Regions from separate parts of the Mus musculus genome. Here region 1 is linked to region 2. A link is a contact called in public promoter capture Hi-C data. All regions are on one chromosome and are shown on one strand. The core of a region is the stretch at or near the end of the contact, and the rest is flanking DNA. Distances in the headings are between cores, read along the strand shown.

Region 1 (5,851 bases), core at 3,073-5,572, 170 kb after region 2:
GAAGACTGGACTTGTCTAGATTTGCCCAGTTCTTGGAAACAGAAATTTTGGCCTAGTCTCCTGAACTGCCAATTTGAAGCCTGTCATGGAGTCAGCCTGTCTCACACCTTGTGACTTGGCTTCTTCCCCTCCTTGGCCATGGGACCCCTGCTCCTCTTGGCACCCTACCTCACCCAATTTTTAAAATCCCGGGTAAGTAGCATTGCAAAAATCACTGCCAGTAGGGTTCTGGTTCAGTACCAAACTGTTCCCAACATAGAGGCTGAGGACTACTGTAAAACCTCTCCATTATAAATAAAACAGAGGAGGATATTGAGAAACCCTGCTATATAAGGTTGCAGTCTACCATGTCCAGATAGCTCCTCTGAGCTTGGTGCAAAATGGAGATTTCCCTTTTCCATCAGGGTTCCCTCTTCTCTGCCTGACCTTATTTGGGGAGCCTGACCCCCCAGACCCTTTACCTAAGGAAGAGCACATAGTTCTAGTCAAACCAACAAGTTCAATTTCCTCCCCAACGCATCCCCTTAAGAACCTGCCCAGCAAGTATAGGATTCCTGGAATACCTCTCCATGCAAATGAAGCATTCCCAATTCTTTAAGTTCCAGCCGATGATTTGCATTCACCCTGAAATCTTCTTCCCTCTCTCCAAGATTCATAAATAGCCCTGGTCCACCCTGAATAACAGGTATGTGCACAAGCTGTTTCACTGAAGATCATCTATGAGAGCTGTTTCATTGAGAGATATAACACTAAAATCCTTGGAGACCATCCCTCCAAGCCCCCTCCCAGCACTCCCACTTGGGCTGGCATCCTGCAGACCTCACCTGTTCCAGGTTCCACTTCTTCCTTCCAGCTTGGTGAGCAGCAGAGTTCTGGACTCCCTGAGAGAGAATGCAGGACTTGGAACCAAACCTGGTGGGGGAAGGGCAGGGAAAAAAAACACCCCATGCTGAGAAGTAACTGGTGAATGCAGTTACTTAACAGCTTCCAGCCACTGGTCATGCCTGCTCCTCTCAGAATCTAGGTGTAGGTTTGCTGAGACAGTAATTCCTCATTTGCATGGGTCAGTGGTGGAAAGAAATATCATTCGTTGATATAGATGATCGGGAAGGCAGCAGCCAAGTGCCATCTTGAGATAAAGTCTATTATTCAAAACTGAGCTATGCTGGGGGCCTGAGATGGGAGAATTTCTATCAGTTGGGGAGCCATAATTTGGCTTGCCACAACCTCTAGGTGAGGGAAATTGACTTGTGGAGAGCTGGAGGGGTGACTATGGACAAGCTAAAGGATCAAGTTCCAGGAGGTCAGCTCAGGCTGAGAGCCCTGCCCTCAGTGACCAGGAACAGGTTCCTCAAATGAAAATAATTCTGGATTTGATGGGTTTTGAACTTAAAGCAGGCAGATGGATCAAATCCTAGAGCCAGCTATTGTTCACTGCCATGGACCCAAGAATTCCGAAGTTCCAAGTTTGTGCACGATACCTATATACTGACAAAAAGCAGCATAAGGGAAGAACTGATGTATTTTAGCTTACAACCCAAATTACAGTCCATCATAGGAGGGAAGTAACTGGCAGGAGTTTGCACATCCGCAATCAAGAACAGAGAAATAATCACTCCTCGATTGCATAGAACTTTCTTACACACTCCAGGGTCCAGCACCTGAAATGGTGCCATCACTTTCCAGATGGGTCTTCCCACTTTAATTAACAATCTCCCGTACGCATGCCCAACCTGATCTAGATAATCTTTCATTAAGACTCTCTTCCCAGTGATTCTAGGTTATATCAAGTTGCCCATTAAACTAACCAACACAATACTCACAGTGGCATTCCCCCAGCAGGGTGATTCATATTCAAGAGGTCTTGAAAGTATGGAAATAGGTCCTCTGCTTAAACCAACTCAGTGCTGTGGTTTCCTCCCACATTCCCAGCACACTTGGGGAATCACCCTCCAGACAAAGCATACAGCACCCCAGCGTTACAATCTGTCTCAGGAGGATGCAAGAATCTGTCCAGACCATAAAAGGAAACCCAGGAGGCCTGCAGAACCTGTCATGTGAAGAATGGGAAATACAAAAGAGAAGACCTTGCACATGGACATTACACTCCTGTCCAATACAAACTCAACATCAGCATAAACCACAGGAAATACAAAAGTTTAGAGCTTTTTGTTTGTTTTGTTTTTTGTTTGTCTGTCTGTTTGTTTTTGAGACAGGGTTTCTCTGTGTAGCCCTGGCTGTCCTGGAACTCACTCTGAAGACCAGGCTGGCCTCAAACTCAGAAATCTGACTGCCTCTGCCTCCTGAGTACTGGGATCAAAGGCGTGTGCCACCACTGTCCAGCAAGAGTTTATAGCTTGACTGGTCCTCCTCTCCCATCTCCATGCATGAAAGGAGCATCCCAAGAGAACATAAACACCTGGATTAAATAAGGAGCTTGATACATGATATGAAAAAGGAAGTTGGGTTGGAGAGATGGCTCAGTGGTTAAGAGCACTGACTGCCCTTTCAAAGGTCCTGAGTTCAAATCCCAGAAACCACATGGTGTCTCACAACCATCTGTAATGAGATCTGATGCCCTCTTCTGGAGTGTTTGAAGACAGCTACAGTGTACTTGTATATAATAAATAAATACAAATCTAAAAAGAAAGAAAGAAAGAAAGAAAGAAAGAAAGAAAGAAAGAAAGAAAGAAAGAAAGAAAAAAAGAAAGAAAGAAAGAGAGAAAGAGAGAGAGAAAGAAAGAAAGAAAGAAAGAAAGAAAGAAAGAAAGAAAGAAAGAAAGAAAAAAGAAAGAAAGAAAGAAAGGAAGGAAGGAAGGAAGGAAGGAAGAGGAAGTAGGAGGAAGTAAATAGGGTATAGAACCATTGGGGGAGGGGACCATAGCAAACTACTGGAGATCCAAAATACAATTAAGTCAAATTAAAAATTCTGCAGAAAGCCTTACCAGTAGAATCAGTCAAGAAAAGGACAGCATATCTGAGCTTGAAGACAAGGCACTGGGAGCAGAAAGTGTCAAGGAAAAAGATGAATTAATGAAAAGGCATGAGTTGGACTTTGGGCTATTTAATACATGAGGAGAAGATAAAGTCTAATAATCACAGATATAAAAGAGTGAAGTTCTTTCCAAATGCACAGAAAACATTTCCAGTGAAATCATAGCCAAAAAAAATTTCCTAAATTAGGCAAAGAAACATCTAATCAAATAGAGAAGTCATTTAGAACACCAAAGAGACAAGACCCAAAAAGAACTTCTTCTTGTCATATTATAATTAAAGTTATAGTACTAAGTATTCAAAACAAAGAAAATGTGTAAAAAGCATCAAGAGAGAACCACTAAGTCATGTGTCAGGAGATGTCCATCAGCGTAACAGAGAGCTTGGAGAGGCGTTCCTCAAGCTTTGGAAGACATGAACCTCCAGCCCAGGACAGTATTGCCAGCAAAGGGCTCCTTCATAACTCAAGGAGAAAGGGGATCCTCCCTTGATAGAAAGAGGCTAATGAAACTCACGAAGACTGAACCTGGGTCCTCTGAAAAAGCAACAAGTGCTCTAAACCAGTGAGCTGGCTCTTTAGCCCTCTCTTCCTATTCTATTTGACCACATCAGACTAAAACCACAAATGAACAGCAAACATTCACAAACTCACGGAGATTGGATAACTGAGTGTGTAGACCAGACTGGCCTCAAACACACACACACACCTGCCTCTGGCTCCCAAGTGCTGACACCAAGTGGTGAACACCACCCCAACCAGCCTTAGATGTTTCTTCTGACAGACGTTCTAAAGATTTTTTTTCCTCTGATGTTAAAGTATATTAAAAATATCTAAAGGGGCTGGAGAGTTGGCTCAGCGGTTAAGGACACTTGCTGGCTTCAGTTCTCAGCATCCACATGATGGCTCACAACCATCTGTAACTCTAGTACCAGGGAATTTAACACCCTCTTCTGACCTGCACAGCACTGCATGTATGTGGTAGACATACACACATGCAGGCAAAACATGGATATAAAATAAATCTTTAAAAATTAAAGAAAAATAATTAAAGAAGGAGTTGACAACAATTTTATATATCTCTGGCAAGACATATAAGTTTACTTTTATAATCTATATCTGTCGGTCAGCTGTCAATGAGCATAAGCCAGCGTCCTCCAAGCTAACCTCTCATCAGGGGTCTAGAAGGATCCCTCACTCCCACCCTGTGGCCAGAGCTAAAGGAGTGAATGAATTTTATAAAAGGAGAAATCCTTCTGGAAATATTTACTCTCTCTGAATCAATTTGAACTTTGGAAAGCCCCAAGTCACCTTTGCCCTCCACTTCCCACTGCACACTGTTCCCTCTCTTAGAACTAGCATGTTGGGTGTTATGTAGTCAAAGGAGGGCATTATGAGCTGTACCCCAGGGACTTCCTGATCCTCTTACATGTATAAATAGCAAGACCGGGCCAGGAACAGCAAGCAGTCTGAAGGCCAGCTGGGTCTGCCCACTAAGAAGATGAAGCCTTTTCATACTGCCCTCTCCTTCCTCATTCTTACAACTGCTCTTGGAATCTGGGCCCAGATCACACATGGTGAGTCCTGTGGTGGTAACTGAAAATTTGGGGGGAGTTCCAGAAGGGGCAGCATTTAATAATTTCCATCCCAGACAGAGCAATGGAATTTACTTAGTACAGACCTGCCTCTGGCTATAGCCCCTGGATCAGTGGTTCTCAACTACCGGTTGCCACCCTTTTTGGAAGTCAAACAACCTCTTCACAGGGCTTGCCTAAGACCATCAGAAAACATAGATATTTACATTATGATTCATAGCAGTAACAAAATTACGGTTATAAAGTAGTAATGAAATAACTTTATGGTTGGGGATCACCACGACATGAGGAACTGTATTAAAAGGCTGCAGCATTAGGAAGGGTCTGGTCTGGAAGCTGGTACACAAATGGCTTGCTTCCATTTGGAGAAGCAAATGTTTTCCTTTTTCATAGCTAGAATTATTTGATAACTTTTCCTAGCCAATCCTAGCTGACATTGTAGTTAGATCGAAATAACTATAATTAAAGCATACATTTGTAGAAATGAATATAAAACTCTGTGATGCTAGAGTTATTAGATGTCAGCTAGTATAGAACCATCATTTTTAAGGCATTGGGACCAGTCAGGCCAATGGCTCATCCAAGGTCACCATTTCATCTGAAGCTATGATATTTTAGTTTATGGAGGTGACCAGGGCTCAACACAGAGAGGTCCTGTGAAATAAAAGAATGTATTCCTCAACTTTTCTAAGGAGGAGAGATACATCATGTCTCACAGAGCCAAGGAGAATATTGGAGTTAGGCCAGGAGGCATAAGTAATGAAATAGAGAAACTTGTGTCAGATTCTTTATTGGAGATACTGGAAAAGAGGAAGGGCACAATGCAGGGTTCAGTTAAGATTTCCTAGACTGAAGAAGTCGAGCAGACTTTGTATATATGGATGGTCTTTAAGGATCTAGCTTTAGGAAGAGTTAGGGCAAGGGAAATACCAACATGGTGTTTGAGAATGATAAAGGTTGGGTGCTGGGCTCAGTGAGAGTTGGTTAAGAAGCAGTTAGCCCCTCCCTGTGGTCAGGATTTTAAGTATGCCAGAATACCATAATATGCAGAAAACAAAATACAGTTAGTAGAGTTAGCTATTGCTCAACTGTCCAGATGTTGATTCATTCTTCCTCTGGCATCCCTGAGGGGTGGGACAAATGGAAATGCATCATTCTTGTAGAAAAAGAAGAAGTTAGAAGACAAGCAAGCCTTGTATATATTATTGCCCTGCTCACTTTTCAAACCAGATAACTGAAACAGAGAATTGGAACAGCCTTCAAT
Region 2 (6,719 bases), core at 907-3,406:
AAATAGACTAATGAAAACCTCCATGCTTTAGATTCAAGTGCTGAGGACGACAGTCCTCGATTAAGGAGTACATTTCACCAGTTCCTTTTAACTGAAGTCATAATACCATTTGTAAAGTGTTACTGTCTATTTCTGTTAAAACAAGGCACACACATAATCTCATTAAAGAAAGCCTACTTTAGAGACATGGATAGAGGGATTGCATCTGTGGAAAGAAAGGAGGAAGGTTGCTTAAATGAAATCATTTCCCCCCACATGACAGTCCATGGAGCAGAGAAGGGCATATTCAGACTTGCTGGTTACCTTACAGTCACTCTGTGCGGTTAGTCTCCCTAGCTCTGTTTTATAGCCCTAAGTGTTTCTGGTGCTGTTGTTGCTTTGTGGTGAGAAAGCTGAAGATCTCTTGTCCCTAATCACAGTCGTTGGAGCAATCATTAAATATTTATGGTATTTTGCTGTATATGAAGCATTTAGGAAGGACATGGATGTAAAAAGGGCCTCTTAGAGCCTTCCAATGCAAGTAAGACTTATGTCTAAGGTACTGGAGACAGAGCAGTGTTTCACAAGTGTCCTGCAAGGTAGTTCTAGAAGACTCAAAGGGCTCAGAGGAGATAAAACATTATTTGTTGTTCGTCAGAAAAAGTAAGCCTTGGAGTACAGGGATATTGTCAAGAAAGAGTAGTGGGGGAAAGCAGGAGGGGTGCTGTGTGGAAAGATGCAAAAAGTCACAAGGGGAAATGTAGTAGGGTGGAACTTTGGGGAGGTCCGTGTGTGACCTGGGACACAGGACCTACAGAGGCACTCCCAGGACCAGAGACTGACTCTTCAAGTCCTACCCCTTAGACATATTATCTGCCACTCCCAGTTCCCCTGGAATAGGAGGAGTCAGGAGGATTGGCAAGTAGAGGTCTGGGCGAGTTTGGGAACAGGAGAAATAAATGTTGCAAAGGGCAAGCAGGCCATCAGGACCTGTGGATTTGGGATTTCACTTAATAAACTGAGAGAAGGTCATTTGGGAGGATTATCTGCTGCAAAGGCATAGACAGAACCAGGATCCAACTAGTAAGCACATCCAAGAAGGAAGAGGGGGTGGAGAGGGCTTCTGGGAAGCTTTTGCAATGGCAGGGCTGTGGAGTAATCAGGGATGGACACAGTGAGGCAACAGAGGGCAAAGGACGGAAGAGATGCAAACTGTTTCAAAAACAGGTAGTTGATGGAGTGAAGACGAGAGGCTAAACTCTATCTAAAGACATTTAGGGGCAAGCATTCAGTCCAAGATAATCCAGGGCTGGCTGGCTGTAGGATAGGGGTTGTGGGGTAGGGGTGGGCAGACAGCATCAGTCTGCAAAGGCGAGACTTTATTACAGAGGAGAGTGTGTCAGGAGTTTGATGAGGCTGTGGTCACAAAAGGGCTAAGGGAAGAATGGGCAGAGGATTAAGAGTAGTCCTTTGAGGCCAAATAAGATGGGGTGGATTGTGCTTGTAATCCCAGCATAGCAAGATGAAGCAGGAAGATTGCCATGTTGTTGAGGTCAGCCTGGGTTACACAGTCAGTTCCTGGCCAGCTTGGGCAAACATACAAACAAACAACAATGAAAACCCACGGCAACAAAACCCTTTCTGAGAATAATATTGGTAAAGAAGATTGAGATTGACCTGTGTCTAGCATAATTACAAGAATATTTTCTGTAGACAGGTCAAGGTAGACGCCAGTAGAGAAGGAGACGTCTGGGAGAGGGAGCTTGGCTGAGGAGCAAGCAGGAGGGGGGTCCAGTCAGGTGACCCAGGGAATGGAGAGAGGGAAAGCAGAAGAGGGATTCTGTTCTGGGGAATTCAGAGGTGACCATCAAGGAGGATCCTAAAGAGAACTCTTTCCTCCAGTTTCTCCCTCCTTCCTGCACACACTGGTTCTGGATGTCTTCTCACCCCTCACTTGAGGAAGAATAGTGCAACCGTGTTTGCCCAGACGTACCTAAAAGCTGCAGAGGTCTCACTGCAGCCTGCAGCTCCTGTACCTCTAGGCTGAGGGTGATGAGGGACACCAACAGAAGGAAGGCTCCTAGCTTCATGCTGCTGCTGAAGGATGTTAGCCAATACGCAGCAGGGCCAAGAGCTGCCAGAATTTAAACCTCTTCACCCACTGAGCTAGGCAGCAAGGCTAGGGGCGGGCCTGCACACCACAGAAGCCAAAGCCCCGCCTGGAAACCAGCATTGCCAGGGACACACACTATGTATGTCCTGGGTAGTGCCATCTTACTCAAGCCAAGCTCCGTGCCACAGAACACCCTCTGTTCCACAGATAGTCCTCCTAAAGTTGGAAAGCTGGGGTGGTAAGGGACTCTCGTTCCTTTTCAATGAAGTATTAGAGATCTACTCTGGGCCAGGAATGAGCTGTGATAAGGAATGTGTCCTCAGGGAATGACAATCCAGGAGCTGGGTGTCAGCTAGGACACCATCTGCTTTTGTACTTCTCTCTCCTTGCTCTAGGACAGTTGTTCCTGTAACTGAGGGCAGGGAGAGACCGTGGGAGAGCCAGTGGGGTGCGGCCACCTGTTGAGGAGACAGTAAGCCAGCGTCGTTCCCTCTGCCTTGATGCCATCATCTCTGCTGTTTGGAGCCTTCATTTTGGGGAACCCCAGCTGTCAATATCTACATCAAACCCTCCCAGGATGCCTCTCAGGCTGCACCACTGCTGTGCGACTTGGAGAGTGAGTGGGGTGAGAGTGACAACTAGCCCAGGTGTGAGCTTTCACTTCTTCCTTCTTGTAGACACGCCTGCTAATCCAGATGAGTGATTTGTAACTCAGACCATCTGTGGTTTGGGTGCCAGGGGAGATACCCTCTTCTTTCCCTGGTGGTGGGGGAGGAGCACACACAATGTGTCAATTTGATACAAGCTAGAGTTCCCAGAGAGAAAGGAGCCTCAGTGAAGAAGAGGCCTCTATGAGATCCAGCTCTAAGGCATTTTCTCAATTAGTGATCAATGGGAGAGGGCCCAGCCCATTGTGGGTGGTGCCATCCCTGGGCTGGTGGTGGTCCTAGCATCTCTAAGAAAGCAGACTGAGCAAGCCAGTAATCAGTTTCCTTCCATGGTTCTTGCCTCCAGGTTCCAGCCCTGCTTGAGTTCCTGTCCTGACTTCTTCCAATGATCTGGCAGTGTAAGCCAAAAAGCCCCTTTCCTCCCCAACTGGCTTTCTGGTCATGGTGTTTCATTGCAGTCATAGAAACCCTAAGTAAGACAAATACTGTAACTCATAAAATACCTTAACATGAAATGAGCTGGAAGCAGGGGGTAAGAGGGAGAGGGAGAAGTCACAGGATCAGTTTGTTGTGCCTTTGTAGGTGTCTGGGAAAATGGTTTATTTCAACAGTAGAGGGCAGGGGCCCTAAGTTTAATTCCTAGGAACACACACGCACACACGCACACGCACACGCACACGAGGGGAGAGAGGGAGGAAGAGAGGACTATCATTTCACAAGGACTATGGTTCCTAATTCTGGAGCTACAGGAAGAGTCTCTTCCTTTCATTTGTCACAGATCTTACATGCCACAAGCTGGAGGTCCTCTGACAAACAACTGATGCCATACACTGCTAGCTCTCTCAAGGGGGTTAGAAGACAGAGTTATGGGCCGTGCAGAAAGTATTTTTGCAAGCTGCTTTAACTCCACTCTGCCTAGCCCACTGGTGTACAATTTCTGCAATAGTCCAAAATCTGGTATATTACTGACTTCTCGTCACTGTGATAAAATACCTGGCTAATGTAACTGGAAGGAGGAAGGATTTTTTCTGGCTCCGCCCGGTTCACTATTTGAGGGTGTTGTCATCACGGTGGGGAAGGCATAGCAATCTATGCAGCTAGGACGTCTCACAGCTTTGCAGACGAGAAGAGGGAAAGAGAGACAGAGATAGTGAGACATGAAGTGATCCGAAGAAAAACAGAGACCAGAGAGACAGACAGATGGAGAGAGACACACAGAGAGAAACAAACGGAGAGGCACACACAGAGAACAGGTCCTAAGTCTTCCATCCCATTCCTAGTACCCTACTTCCCTCAAACAAGCTCTAGCTCCTCAAGTTTCTGAAGCCTCCCCAGACAGCACCCCCTACTAGGGACCAAGTATTCAAGCATCCAAGCCCATGGTGGGGACATGCTATGCTTGAACCATAACAACTAATAAAGACTTTTTAGAGATCTTAAGCACTGAAGGGGGTACACAGTGTGTTTTCATGTAATTCCATATTTTCACAATACTGAGACTGGAAATAAAACCATTTCTGAAGTTACACAAAGGTCAAAGGTGTATGGAGATCATTCTCATCTCTCTTCAGATAGCCTTAATTCTGAGTTTACTTTTGATGCCCTAAGCATGCGCTTTATTGGGTCCTGAGAGATATTCAGAGATGAGTGGGGACTTGTGAGTTTGAGGGAAACATTCCATCCTGCCCCCTCATGTCTTCTCTTGGGCCCCACTTGTCTCCACCATCCAGGCACTCCCGTCCGCTCTGCTTCATTCATGATGCTGAGTACAGTAACCTTTAAGCTGTCTGGCTCAAGCTCTGCCTGGAACACGGAATTCCCTTTCCGTTCTTCTGTGAATGTGGGCATTCTTGTCTGTCAGAAGTCAAGTCCTCTATCAGCCATCCTAGCTTAAACTTCATCTCTGAAACTTTTCCAGGCCCAAACCCTGGGAGAGTAACTTGGTCTTCAGACTGTCATAGTCCATAATGAGCTCTGTTAGCACATAGTACTTAATTACTGCTGCCTTACATTTCTCTCCTGGGAGGATTTGATAGCGAGGAGGGGTTTGTTTGTAATGCCCCATGTGGGTGTTTATTGTTCTCAGTGACTCTAGGGAGTGATGGTGTAGATTTTTCTAGCCACATGATGATGGGGGAGAGAGAAGATTGAGAACGGGAGAGGTTGAGGGGAGGACAAGATGCTGGGGTGGACCTACCTAGATCTCATACTGAGTTCTTGAAGCTGCTAGACCGGGTATTCAATAAAGGTACACACCTTAAGATGACAGCATTGGAGCTCAATAAATCAATAAATCAATCAATAAAGGTACACACCTTAAGATGACAGCATTGGAGCTCAATAAATCTCCACTGGAATCCCACCGTGTACCACTGAACATGTGACTGTAGGTAGAGAAGAATTCATTTTAGTCAATAAAGAACCATGCTCATTTTGAACCCAGTTTATGCATCTGCTGGAGTGTGCCAGAGCTGGTGTTCAGTGCAGAGGTTATGGAGGCAACAGGTATGGGGCTTATTCTTAAAGAGCTTCCACTTTAAAGGGGGAAGCTAGAGAGGAACAAAGAGCCCACAGAAATCCCGCTGGCTGAGAACCAGAGTCTCAACTTGCCACAGGCTTGAGTCATTTTGGAAGAGGGGACCTCAGTTGAGAAACAGCAGTTGAGAAAATGTCCCTACCCAGATTGGCCTGTGGACAAGTCAGTAGGACATTTTAAAAGTTAGTGACTGGTGTGGGAAGGCCCAACCTATGGTGGGTGGTCCTACGCCTGGGCTGGTGGTCCTACGTGCTGTAGGAAAGCAGGCTGAGCAAGCCATGAGGTACAAGCCAGTAAGCAGCACCTCTCCATGGCTCCTCCATCAGCTCCTGCCTCCATACCCCTGCAAAACTTCCTTCAGCAATGGAGTATGACCTGAGATTTGTAAGCTGAAATAAACCCCCTTTCTCCCCCCAAGTTATTTATGGTCATGGTGTTTCATCACAGCAACAGAAACCCCGACTAAGACAGATAGTGCTTTGTTTACATAAATAAAAAGTAGAAACCAAAAGTCACCTTGCTTGCCCAGGACTACCAAGGGTGACTCCATTTGCATTTTGCACGGGTGACCGTGTTCTCCACCAGCTCTCAGCTCTCAGTGCACACGTGCCCTGGCCAGATTTAACTTGTGCCAGATTATTTTATGCTGCCAATTAAATAGAGTGTCTAGTGCCTCAAGAAATTTAATTTCCTCTTGTGTAGACCGAGAGGCCAGCAGGACTGGTACTTGAGTAGAAGCACGCTGCAGGCATGAGCCAAGGGAGCGAGTGTTCACCTTCCTTCTCTGAGAGCTGGCCTTACTGCAGGCTGAGCTCTTGGGCAGCTTGTTGCAGACACTCCTGTGTTTAATGCTCCAGCAGGCATGCAGGTGGTTTACAGTTACAATGTTGATTGCCCCAAAGGAGAATTCGTATGGGATGTGGCAGAGCCATCTCTGCTTCACTGCCACTTCAGCTCTGCCTTTCACTCTCCGCTGACCCCCATCCTCTGTCTTGAACCATGTGAGGGAGAGAGTGATCACCAGGATACCAAAGGGGAGAATTTGAGCCCTGTGGTGTCAGCCAGACATAATAGTACAGGCGAAGCCTGTGAGCTACACAGAGAAACACTGTGTTCAAAAAATGAGAGAGAGAGAGAGGGAGGGAGAGAGAGAGAGAGAAAGAGAGAGAGAGAGATTGATTTGCACTCATGTCTCTGTCCTGTACTATCCCTTTCTGTCCATCTCTTTGTCTAAATATGCTCTCTTCTGACTCACCCTGAAGTTCTTTTCTGTGGTTCAGTCAAAGAGCTGGCTTTACCTGAGTAAACACCCCTACATGGAAGAATTCCTTAGGTTGCCAATGCCAGTTCTGGGCTGCTAGCCCTGCTGCACTGACAGGGGTCTTCCTGTATTGGGTATATGAGATGAAAAAGATAGTACAGT

The links. Capture Hi-C pulls out chosen DNA fragments and counts their contacts.
Region 1: a promoter capture Hi-C map of liver shows a contact between it and region 2. The contact joins the promoter of Ccl9 here to the promoter of Wfdc21 in region 2. A contact is called at or near these places in 22 of 39 promoter capture datasets (3T3-L1-derived adipocytes, the C10 cell line, the HPC-7 cell line and 14 more), 4 of 15 datasets of contacts at CTCF or cohesin (CD8 T cells, the NIH/3T3 cell line and large pre-B cells), 144 of 484 Hi-C or Micro-C datasets (the 63-12 cell line, the AML12 cell line, B cells and 86 more), 48 of 115 datasets of contacts at active chromatin or transcription factors (the 230-238 cell line, CD4 single positive thymocytes, the HPC-7 cell line and 35 more) and 6 of 9 other capture datasets (adipose tissue, bone marrow-derived macrophages, embryonic stem cells and 3 more).

Annotation. Positions count from the first base shown.
Region 1 is chr11:83,577,107-83,582,957 of GRCm38.p6, reverse strand. It overlaps Ccl9 (chemokine (C-C motif) ligand 9), which reads left to right and starts at 4,322. Exons shown (of 4, transcript NM_011338.2): 1 at 4,322-4,569. The coding sequence starts at 4,494. It overlaps E230016K23Rik (RIKEN cDNA E230016K23 gene), which reads right to left and starts at 897. Exons shown (of 9, transcript NR_036453.1): 1 at 825-897.
Region 2 is chr11:83,742,377-83,749,095 of GRCm38.p6, reverse strand. It overlaps Wfdc21 (WAP four-disulfide core domain 21), which reads right to left and starts at 2,156. Exons shown (of 3, transcript NM_183249.2): 1 at 1,973-2,156. The coding sequence starts at 2,069.